Regions from separate parts of the Mus musculus genome. Here all the other regions are linked to region 2. Evidence: chromatin contacts called from public Hi-C and promoter capture Hi-C data. All regions are on one chromosome and are shown on one strand. Each heading gives the region's core, a stretch centred on a gene start, on an enhancer-like site or on the middle of the called end of the contact. The rest is flanking DNA. Distances are from core to core; before and after follow the strand shown. Region 1 holds the start of Ryk (receptor-like tyrosine kinase). Region 2 holds the start of Srprb (signal recognition particle receptor, B subunit). Region 3 has its middle 80 kb from the start of Ryk. Region 4 overlaps Ryk (receptor-like tyrosine kinase).

Region 1 (2,700 bases), core at 41-2,540, 370 kb before region 2:
TCTTCGGTCTCTCTCCCTGCCCTGGCAGGGGATACAGGTAATATCTCTCAGGGCCTGCGTGTGGATGGGCAACTGGGAGCTTGAAGCTAGGCCGGGCAGAAAGCAGCTGCTCTCCACAGGCAAGGAGGGAGGCATAAGGTCAGTGAACGGGTCACAGGGATGGGATGACCCTGTTCTGGAGGAAGTGAGAAGGGATGCTTGGGAGCCAGCCTGAGTGATGGCTTGTGGAGTAAGCTTGACTGGGGCTTCCCCAAATTCTTCATCAGAGTCTCTGGGATGTATCAGAGATCCTTAACCGGTTTAGGGAGACAAGGGCTTCCTAGAGCAAGGGATGAAATGTAAAAACCACTCTCCAGTATGTGAAAGCACCCATGCACACAGACAGCCATGTACAGCCATAAGCACACACTCACATACATTCCATGTTTTGGAGGGGGGGGCTGGCATGGACCACAGGTTAAAAGCCCAGATACAGGTTGATTTACAGTAAAGGAGAACTAGGATAATAAAAGTTCGTCACATGTAAAAATAAGCTTGCTGGGCATGGGTGGCACAGGCCTTTAATCCTGGCACTTGGGAAGCAGAGGCAGGCAGATCTCTGTGAGTTCAAGGCCAGCTTGGTCTACATAGCAAGTTCCATGCGGGCCAGGGCTACATAGTGAGACCCTGTCTCAAAACAAACAAACAAACAAACAAACTGTAAACCAAAATACAAAATAAAAAGTTTACTAAGGTTTTATGAGTTTTTTTTGTTTTTGTTTTTGCTTTCTGGAAAGTGTGTGGCATGTGAATTTTAGGGAACAGACATGCTAACTAGAGGCTGACCTCTGATGGTGGGATAAGGGAAGATTTCTACGTACCCGTCCCTTCTCACTAAATAAAACAGCATTCTTTTCTTTTGAGACAGCATCCAAGACTCAGGGCGCACCTGGGGAAGAATAAAGAGACCAACCGACTCTAGGCCTCAACGACTTGGGCTGGGGACTGGCTATATTAGCCTAGAGCCCTTCGCCTGGCCAGGGCACTTCATTATTGTTTTTGATTAGTTTGTGTCTCTTTAACTCATTTCCTTTATTCCTCGCGCGTTTCAGCCTGGCAAACAACGTAATGTTATTTATACCAACCCCTACGCGCGGCCCCCACCCCGACCTCAGGTCTGAGACGCTCTCCCGTGCACGCGCGCCCCAGAACCAGGCGCTCTCGGTCGGGCGGCACATGCGTGCGCGCCCTCGCGCACGGCGGGCACGCGCACGCGCGCGTCTCCGCCCGCAGCTCGCCCCCCCACCCCCTCCCGTTCCCGGGCGGCGGGTCTGAAGCGGCGGCGCGATGAGCTGGCCGGCCGCCCCCGGCTCGGGGCTGTGAGGCGCTCGGGGCCGGGGTGCGCGGCGGCGCGGCGGGCGGCGGACGCTCCTGCTCGGCGGCGGCCATGCGCGCGGGCCGGGGCGGCGTCCCGGGGAGCGGCGGCCTGAGGGCCCCGCCGCCGCCGCTGCTGCTGCTGCTGCTGGCGATGCTGCCCGCCGCCGCCCCGCGGTCCCCGGCCCTGGCCGCCGCTCCTGCGGGACCCAGCGTGAGCCTCTACCTGAGCGAGGACGAGGTGCGCCGGCTGCTTGGTGAGTGGCGCGGCTCCCGGGGCCTCGTGAGCCCGCGGTGCTGCCGCTGCGCCGCCCGCGCTCTCTCTCTCTCTCTCCCTCTCTGCAGCCTCCCTGCGCGTGTCACTCTAGGCCGCGGAGCTCCGGAGCCTCGGAGTCGGCGCTCGGGACACGGGTGGCCGCTCCTTAGCCTGCTGTGGGTGGCCCACAGGCCACGCCGCCGCCGTGCGCTTGCTTTCTGGTTAGCGAGTGGGGGGCAAGGTGAGCCGGGCGCCCTGAGTTGTGTGGCATCCTGCACACCTTCGGGCCGACCGGATCCCAAGCATCGGGGTTTGCCTTGGGTTCCTTGAGTGTGACCTGATGCTGCCGTTCCAGGCCACTTGCCTACTCTGCAGACCCTGAAGCGAGAGGAGAACTTGGCTTTGGGGTCCGTCGGCGGTGGTTCCGTTTACCTGTTTAGCCCGTTGTTTGGGGAGTCCGACTCTGCCCTCCGCTTGGAACTCTGTGCATTCTGAAAATCAGCCCTTGAAGGAAGGCCTGGCCAGCCATCAAAAGGAAGTCTCTGATAGTTAGGGATACCCAGCTTTTGCCGTCTTTTGTGCATTAAGGCAGTCCCTTCACTTTTTATCGGGGTGTTTTAGAGTGAAGTGTTGGAACTGGAAAGGTCTCCCCCTAAATATCCATTAAGTGTCACTTTTTTAGTGAGCGAGTATGCCTCCCCCAAGTGTGTGTGTGTGTGTGTGTGGTGTGCGCGCGCGTGTGTATGCGTATGTGTGTATTAGAGGAGGTTTTTTTGTTTGTTTGTTTGTTTGTTTGTTTTGTTTTGTTTTTCCTTTCCAGACAGGGACTTTATGTAGCCTGGGCTGTTTTGGAATCCACTATGTAGACCAGGTTGGCCTCAAGCTCACAGAGAGCCTTCTGCCTGTTAGAAGAGTTTCTTAGGGTCTGTTGAGAGAGTTTAGCCTCGGAATGAAAACTGCTTTTAGCAGACTGTTTAGACATAGTTGTATGTGTAGGTTTATCGGCTTTAACTAAAGAACTGTGTTTTCCTAACATCCTAATTTAACCTTCCTTATAGTCTAGTTGAATTAGCTGAATTTAGTCTAGCAGA
Region 2 (2,700 bases), core at 106-2,605:
TGTGTGTGTGTGTGTGTGTGTGTTTTTACAGGTTTTCCTAGAGTCTTTTTTATATAACTCCCAGGGGGCTGGAGAGATAGCTCAGTGGTTAAGAGCACCGACTGCTCTTCCGAAGGTCCTGAGTTCAAATCCCAGCAACCACATGGTGGCTCACAACCATCTGTAATGAGATCTGACTCCCTCTTCTGGTGCATCTGAAGACAGCTACAGTGTACTTAGATATAATAATAAATAAATCTTAAAAAAAAAAAAAGAATTAACTCCCAGGGCTGGAGACTCAACTAAGTTGGATAAGATCCCATCCTGCTTCTAGCAAAGGGACCTGAATTCAATTCCCAGCACCCACATCAGGCAGCTTTGAAGACCGACTCTACAAAATCTGACACATCTGGCCTCTACAGGTACAGGCACTCATGTGCATATACCCACACACATACATATAATTAAAAAGAAAAAAAAATATTTTTAAAAACATGTCCTAAACTTGCTGTACCAAATAAACTGCAAGATGACAGGGCTACGGAAATGCCTTACCCATCCCTCTTAAGTCTAACCGAGGTGAAAATCAAAGCATTACCCTGACAAACAGCAACGTTTTCCCAGAGTCACAGAGACCAACGAAGAGAACAGCTCTCTGACTGCTCTTTCGGCTCCAGATGAACTTCCAGAACACTGCAGAGAAGAGAAAGGCAGCCTTCATTTTCTAAAGACATTATTAGTAGGCATTTACGACAAAAAAACAAAGCGTCCATCTGGACTACTTTCATTGTCACACGGATTAGAGTCAGTTTTGTTAGGAACTCACGGAGCGCCAGCCACTATCAACTGTAAACCTTTTCACGTCTATTTCCCTCATCCAAATGTGGAGACTAAAAGTATACACAGAATGATGGATCTGGGAAAAATTAGTGGCTTGCTACATTTGATTGGTGGATTTCTACTCTACCTTAGTACCCCAGTATCTCAGAGCCCAGTTCAGACACAAGTGGCTCAAAGTTGGAATGAACGATGGCGGCCGCAGCGCTCAAGCGCACAGGGCCGCCTCATGTAAGTCCTGTCCCAAGACCCAGGTCACTTCAGCGTCCCCTTTCCACACTGCTGGGTCTGGAAGACGAGTAGTAGAAGAGGGAACGCAGCCGTCCGCCTCCCTGGCCTGCGGCGCCGAGCCACCCTGCCCTCGCCGTGAATGCCGGCCGCCTCACCCAGCGTCAGCAGCACCGCCAGGAGAGCCACCGCCACGGAGAGCAGCGTCGGATCCCTCTGCTGCAGCTCCTGTCGTAAGGAGTCGAGGTAAGGCTGGAAGGCGCCACCGGCGCCATCGCCAACTCGCCGGGTGTTCGCCGAAGCCATGAAAGAGGTGTGTAGTCTTCCCGGGCCGCCAAAGTTACGTGGCTCTAGGCTCCACGCCGTGGTGGGGCGCGGGGCATCACGGGAGTTGTAGTCCCTTAGGGGTATCTCGGCTAAGTGCCTGATGGGAGTTGGAGTTTTTTGGTTTCTACAACCCAGTTAGCGAGTGTATTCATATCGGCATGCTTTGAGACATGTATAGCTTTGTGGAATTTTTTTTCTTTGCATTTTAATTTTTTATCTTTGGAGAATTTCATAAATGAATATGATGTCTTTTGGTCAAACCCACCCCTCTACTCCCATTTCATTTCGATTTTTGAAAGAATGATGACTTTTAGCAAAATTAACGGCTACAAAACTTCATTTGAGGGTGAGGATTTCTACTCGGCCGTTACATGGGATGAAATTTATGAGAGATTTTACCACAGTATGATGTGACCGAAGATGTGATGGAGTCACAGAGAATCCACAAAGACACATCAAGTCCTTTATGAGGTCAGAGAAAAGTAGCTAGAGATGGACCTGAATCTTGGAGGATGCATTAACCTATACCGGCAACTAAAGAAAACAGAAAAAGACGCACGGAAGAGAAGCTTGAGTAAAAGCCAATGACATGTGGGAAACTCGGGAATTCTGTGTCCTGCATTGACACGTCCAGCACGGAAAAAAATGACTGCATTTTAAAAAGCAATCAGGAAAATCAGTGCTCGGGAGGATGTGGAGGTGTCGACGATAGATTGATCATTCCCACCCAAAGGAAGCAGGCCTACTCAACCAGGTAGGCCATTTGAGAGGCCCAGAGTAGACAACATTTTTCAGTTTCTCAAGAGGACTTATTTATAAAAGATCTTCATGGGAACTCTTCTACTTAAGATTTCATCGGGTAATCGAAACATTTAAAAAAAAATGTGAGCTTCAATTTAAAAATATCTCTGCGAGTCAGAAGTGGCCAAGCCTCGAGGGCCATTTGCAGCCTCTGTCATTAAGTAGCTGTCATTATTTTAAAGTATTTAAGTACAGGTCTGCCTGGGAGATGACAGGAAAAGTCGATGTCACTTAAAGGCTAAACAAATTCATTAAAATGTCGCACTGCCACATAAAACCCCAACTCCTGCAGGTACCAGGAAGAGAGGAAATGAGACATTCCCTTCCTCTCTAGTGTGGCAGTGAGTGATTGGGTAGGAAATGAAACAAAGATGTTAAAGTTTGAGTTTGGAAGGTTCGCAATGTGATTTCGATTTCCATACATCCTCAAAAGGCAGAGGGCAGGTGAGAAGAAGCCCACTCGAGAGGGCCACTCCGTTGGCCTTACCATCGCCAGATACTGAGTCGCTGGCTACAGGCTATGTATAA
Region 3 (2,700 bases), core at 150-2,649, 290 kb before region 2:
CAGCTGGAGTTATCACAGAGAAAGGAGCTTCAGTTGAGGAAATGCCTCCATGAGATCCAACTGTAAGGCATTTTCTCAATTAGTGATCAAGGGGGAAAGGCCCCTTGTGGGTGGGACCATCTCTGGGCTGGTAGTCTTGGTTCTATAAGAAAGCAGGCTGAGCAAGCCAGGTGAGGCAAGCCAGTAAAGAACGTCCCTCCATGGCCTCTGCATCAGCTCCTGCTTCCTGACCTGCTTGAGTTCCAGTCCTGGCTTCCTTGGTGATGAACAGCAGTATGGAAGTGTAAGCTGAATAAACCCTTTCCTCCCCAACTTGTTTCTTGGTCCTGAGGTTTGTGCAGGAATAGAAACCCTGACTAAGACAGTACTAATCACCAAAAGTCCTACAGAGTGGCCTTACCCCCATTTTACAATTGAGGAAATGAAAGTTGAGCTTAGTTGCGTTAAGTAATGCTGTGTCTTAATCCAGGGAGTCTGTCCCCAAACCCTGTGCTACTGAGACGGGAGGAACGGGTTTGCAAGGGAGGCAGGACACCTTAGGAGCCCCTGCTTGTTGGTTCCAACATTTCTAGTGATATAAAAGGTAGTGTTAGTGTTTGGAGTACCAGGTTGGGGGTGGGCTTCATAGGAACTTGAAGTGTTGTAGAGGGAAATTAAAACGGGAGCTGCCTACAAGCAAATAAGAAGGGCACACAGCTAGTGTAAGTCACATTGGGGCTGCCCTGGTTGGTCAGCACATTTTTCTTCAGAAATTTGGTTACAGTGGAGTCTGCTATAACAAATGGTAGATTAAGTCATTGTTTCCTTCTTACATGGTAGTCCAAAGGGAGGAGGGTGGCTAAGAACCCGTCATCCTTTCGCCCTGCCCTTCCTATCAACGGCCATTTTAATGTGGCTGCATGGCCAGTGCTGGGTTCCAACCACATCACTGCGGCTCCCAGAAGAGGGAGCCTTTCTCAGTAAGTGATAGAAAGGCCACCAAGACACTTCTGCTGATATCCATCGGGAAAGACTCGGGCACCAGCAGCAAGGACGTCATTTAGAAAAGAGTCTCCCTAGGCAGCTGGCTGGGGAAAAAAAAAAAAAAACAGTTTGCAAACAGTGGTCTGTGGAAGAGAAATGTTGAGAGAAGAGCGAATCAAGAAGCTGTGTTTTTCCAGATAGGTATGAAGCTAGCAGCACTCTGGAGTGTAGGCTGATAGGGGAAAGGTGTTACCTGGCCATGGGCTCCAGTTAAGTATCTGGTCCAAGATACTGAAGATCTGAATACCTTGGGCCTAAGTCTCCAGAGTAAATCTGGGACTGAGACAGAAAGTAGATGAATGAGAGCTGGTATGTGTGGCTAGAGGAGAATCTGGATCTAAGCCCAGAGTGTCTTCGTTCCAGAAGATAAGCTAGCTCCCTTGCAGTCATGGTGTGGGAGGCAAGGGTTTGGAGTGGAACAGGCACAGCATGGTGTGGTCAGAAGTGGCATCCTAGCACACAGCACCCTCTACTCTATGTTGGCTTGCTCTAACACAATACCTGAGGTGACTGAAGGAAAGAGAAGAGCATATGTTGGCTTACAGTTTTGTGGAGGTTTCAGTTCATACAGGACCAACCCTCTTGCTTTTGAGCTAGTGGCAAGGCAGTATGGAATGGCAGGGCACACGTGGTGGACTAAATAGTTTCTTTATGGGAGCCAGAATCCAAAGAGAAAGGAGCCGTGCAATGCTTACTTGAAAGGCATACCCACTTTTGACAGGAAGGCCTCTAAGCAGTCCCCACCTCCTAAAGGCTCTACCCCCTTACAACTGGGACCAAGCTTTAACACATGGACCTCTGTGGGGACATTAGCCCAAACGTTAGCATCATCTGGTCCCTGGCTTACACACATACACACACCCGCCTTGTGCCTTCACTTCTGATCTCCTCTGTAATGTTGTTCCATACCTACTGCAGTCTAGCAAAGCTCCCTGTTCTATAAAACCCACCTCTCAGGTTCTTCAGTATCCTTAGTCTCTGCTTGCAGTCTGACCACCATCAAATCCACACACACCCCCAACATCAGGTTATTTATAGCATATAAGTGTCACATGAGCAGATGGGAGGGCATCTCACATTTAGACCACAAAAGCAGCTGGCCATGCTAGAGGCCCCTTGGCCCTCTTAACACCAGGACTATCCAGTTGGCACCCCAACTCTGTCATTATCTTCCCCTCTCTCTTGCACTCTGACCCTGCTTCCCACTCTCATCCTCCTCTCTAGCCGCTCCCAGCTTCCCTTGAACTCCATCCTAGTCAACAGCTCCTCCTTCTTGCTGGACAGAGTGTTCCTAGATATCCTCTCCGTTAGCACAGCCTCCCATGCTTCTCCTGGACCCCTCAGACTTGTATGCATGGTTTTCTCTGCCAATGACTTTCTCAGCTTCCAGCACCCCTCCCTCCCTGCCTTCCTGTTAGCATTGAGTTACTACTTCTCAGTGAGTTACCTCCACTCCACTCAGCGTCTGCCCTGACGTGGGCCCAGGGTCCTTCCTTCCTGGGGTAATGGCTCACTTTGCAGGCCCCTGACACCATAGGTGCCAGGTTCAGTGACATTCTCTCCGTGGCATGTGTCAGCATATCGTCCTTGAACTGCCTTCTGTAACTTTGGCTTTTCAAATCCTACTTTGAATAGTTGTTCTTAAATGCTCCAACCTCCCTTCTAGCCCACCACCCA
Region 4 (2,700 bases), core at 98-2,597, 310 kb before region 2:
CCACTTGATCTCTTACACGCTGTGTAGTGCCCTAAGACATGCCTGTTTCTTCAACCCTTACCCTGACTGCCACCCTTTACCCTTACCCGTGTGTTAGGTAAGCAGGTGTTCATGTACATGTGTGCATACATGCAGAGATCCCAGGAGTCAGCCTTAGGATTCTCTAATCAAGTGTTATCCGCCTTTTTGCTTTCTTTTTAAATTATCTTTATTTTATTTTAGTTTAGTTTATGTATATGAATGTTTTGCCTGCATGTGTGTATTTGTACCACCTGGGTGCTCTGGGCCCCTGGGAGGGTGTTAGATCCCCTGGAACAGACAGTTGTCAGACACCAATGGGTAGGTGCTGGGATTTGAACCCAAGTTCTCTGGAAAAGCAGCCAGTACTTCTAACCACTGAGCCATCTCTCCCCAAATCCTCCTTGATCTTTGAGACATCTCTCTCTCTTTCTCTCTGGGACCTAGGGCTTTCCAGTTAGGCTAGGCAGACTGGTCAGCGAGCTCCAGAGATCCACCTGGATCTGCCTCCACAGCTCGGGCTGTAAGCACGTGCCAGCGTGCCCCGCTCTTTTTCATGACCATCAGATTTGCTAGGAAGGCAAGCGCCTTACAGACTAGTCCTTCTTTCCGATCTAAGGAGTGCTCCTTTCTGAGAAAGAAACTAAGCACTTGGCAGAGATTGAGAGGAAATTATTTTTGAGTAGAAGATGTAAAGTTTTTTTGAGATTTACAGTAACTGTTTCTAAATGTACGTAAGGGAGTAGGTGGGAAGGACGGAGGGCTTATGTATATTATTTCTAAAACTTCAGGTTTTACTAGTCATAACTAAAACATCTAGAATTTACTGCCTGTAGTTTAACAAAGTTGCCCGTTTAGAACTTCTACAAATCCTTAAACCCCTCCGCATTCAAACGGTTCAACTCGCTGCTTTGTTTTGTGTTTGTTTCCTCCCCTTAGCTCCCAAAACATTTAATATTTTGTTAGACGATAGTGGGCTTTCTGACTAATTTTGAAGGATAATTTACATGACTCTTTTTACATTTTACTCTTTATAATTATAAGGTTTGAGCCACAAGTATTGTAAAGGAACTGCTTTTTGTTTTCTTATTTTTCTTAAGGAAATACTTTATTTTAATGGCAGTACTTTTGGATTTATAAATACTCCATGCATCATAGTGAGTCCTGAATTCAATCCTGAGTTAGTGTGGAAAGGAAATAAGAGTGATAAGAAAGCGCAGCACAGATCCTGCAGCTCTGTGATAAGCCTTCGCTCTGTGCTGGAGCTGTGGCCACCGCGCCCCCCCCCTCCGCTCCCCAACCCCAGTAACTACTGTGTTCTCCCTGACGGGAGGGAAACAGGAACAAACACAGTGAGTCCTTAGCACTCAGCCATGGCTTATGTGGGCTGGGGACATGCAGTGGTGCTCGTTTGCATAGGCCACATGGCTGAGGTGCTCCACGTTTATCTTTTAGAGTATTGATTCTCTGTTGATGCTGTGTCCTGCTGACAAACATCCCTCACAGGCTGGTGAGCTCTATTTCATCTTAATGCGTGCTGCACAGATAGTAGCTCAACAAAGAATAGGGTTTGGGGGTTTGGGGTTTTGTTTTAGAGAATGCAAATTTTTATGGGGAAAATTGAAGCCTTTTTTTTTTTAAGTTTAATAATTTTGTTCAGAGATCTAATAGATATCCAGTGTCAGTTTCCAAAGACTGAAGTCAGAAATGTCACCTGGATCAAAACCCATGAATTTAGATACTAGAAATAAAATGGAGCCAGGCACAATACACCGTGCTTAGGAGGCGGAGGCAGGAGGATCGGAAGTTGGAGGCCACCTTAGGCTACATACTAAGACTTTGTAACAGTGCAGCAAAGTGTGAAATCTAAGTTCTCTCATCCCCGGAGCCCACAGAAAGGGTGTGACATGGTTCTTCTCACCGTCAGGGGACAACATGGTCCCCAGGTAGTTTTGATTTTTCAAGTAACTTTGTTTTTAAACCGTAATGTGCCTTATGGAACCTTACCAGATTCTGTCATCTGCTCCGGAGTTTCTGTGAAAGCTGCCGTCTCCAGCCAGGGTCTGTCGGCTGCCCTGGGCTGGAGGCTGCTTGTAAGTTACAATGAAAATTGACCCTAGGTAACGAAATGTTAGTGTAACACGTACAGTATTAATCACGGCAGTGGTTTTTGTTTTTGTCTTTGTTTTTAATACATAGACCAAGCATCTGAAGTTCAGGTGACGATGATGCTCACCGAGAGCTGCAAGCTTCGAGGTCTGCACCACAGGTGAGAGCGAGGCTGCGCTTCAGCACCGAGCACAGTGCGACTCCGCACACTTACTCACTTTTTAAGAATGTTATGTCTTGTTCAGAACTGAATTCTTTTGGAAATTCTTTATTTGTTTTCCTTCTGAGTATAAAGGTAAATGCGTGCTCATTGAAAGCAATTTGTAAACAGCAAAGGACGAAGATGGTAGAGAACAGGATGTAAGCTATGTAAATAATAAATGTGCACAACTAAGCTTTCTAAAAGAGTCTACGTATCATGTACCTGTCTCCCTTTAACAAATATGACAGGGTGATGCATACATTAAAGAAAATTGCTACAAAAATTTATATCTATGGAACACCAAGGCCAAAAATAATTAACCATCCATCCTTAGATACAATGAGGTTAATGGTCTGCCATGTACTGTTGAG

What was found. Promoter capture Hi-C pulls out the DNA fragments that hold promoters and counts their contacts. Hi-C and Micro-C count contacts between places; a contact is called where the count stands out from the background.
Region 1: a promoter capture Hi-C map of liver shows a contact between it and region 2, with 3 times the contacts expected there. The contact joins the promoter of Ryk here to the promoter of Srprb in region 2. A contact is called at or near these places in 5 of 39 promoter capture datasets (the 3T3-L1 cell line, 3T3-L1-derived adipocytes and liver) and 1 of 9 other capture datasets (pancreatic islet).
Region 3: a promoter capture Hi-C map of the 3T3-L1 cell line shows a contact between it and region 2, with 7 times the contacts expected there. The contact joins the enhancer-like site here to the promoter of Srprb in region 2. A contact is called at or near these places in 8 of 39 promoter capture datasets (the 3T3-L1 cell line, 3T3-L1-derived adipocytes, cranial neural crest and 3 more), 4 of 484 Hi-C or Micro-C datasets (adipose-derived mesenchymal stem cells, cerebellum, embryonic stem cells and 1 more), 2 of 115 datasets of contacts at active chromatin or transcription factors (both in embryonic stem cells) and 3 of 9 other capture datasets (embryonic stem cells, liver and pancreatic islet).
Region 4: a Hi-C map of the G1E-ER4 cell line shows a contact between it and region 2, with 2.4 times the contacts expected there. The contact joins the enhancer-like site here to the promoter of Srprb in region 2. A contact is called at or near these places in 8 of 39 promoter capture datasets (the 3T3-L1 cell line, 3T3-L1-derived adipocytes, the C10 cell line and 3 more), 6 of 484 Hi-C or Micro-C datasets (the G1E-ER4 cell line, adipose-derived mesenchymal stem cells, myocytes and 2 more), 1 of 115 datasets of contacts at active chromatin or transcription factors (embryonic stem cells) and 2 of 9 other capture datasets (embryonic stem cells and liver).

The regions. Positions count from the first base shown.
Region 1 is chr9:102,833,630-102,836,329 of GRCm38.p6, forward strand. Ryk (receptor-like tyrosine kinase) reads left to right here and starts at 1,291. Exons shown (of 15, transcript NM_013649.3): 1 at 1,291-1,610. The coding sequence starts at 1,427.
Region 2 is chr9:103,200,710-103,203,409 of GRCm38.p6, forward strand. It overlaps Srprb (signal recognition particle receptor, B subunit), which reads right to left and starts at 1,356. Exons shown (of 7, transcript NM_009275.4): 1 at 1,203-1,356; 2 at 578-672. The coding sequence starts at 1,350.
Region 3 is chr9:102,913,357-102,916,056 of GRCm38.p6, forward strand. No RefSeq gene overlaps it. Among named protein-coding and RNA genes, the nearest start is that of Ryk, 80 kb to the left of the region's middle. Within about 2 kb of position 1,400, at least 26 of the 459 cell types and tissues checked have an H3K27ac peak or open chromatin away from gene starts, as enhancers often do.
Region 4 is chr9:102,888,999-102,891,698 of GRCm38.p6, forward strand. Ryk (receptor-like tyrosine kinase) reads left to right here. Exons shown (of 15, transcript NM_013649.3): 10 at 2,218-2,287. Among named protein-coding and RNA genes, the nearest start is that of Ryk, 55 kb to the left of the region's middle. Within about 2 kb of position 1,348, at least 18 of the 459 cell types and tissues checked have an H3K27ac peak or open chromatin away from gene starts, as enhancers often do. A contact at or near this core is called in the G1E-ER4 cell line, where this site is marked.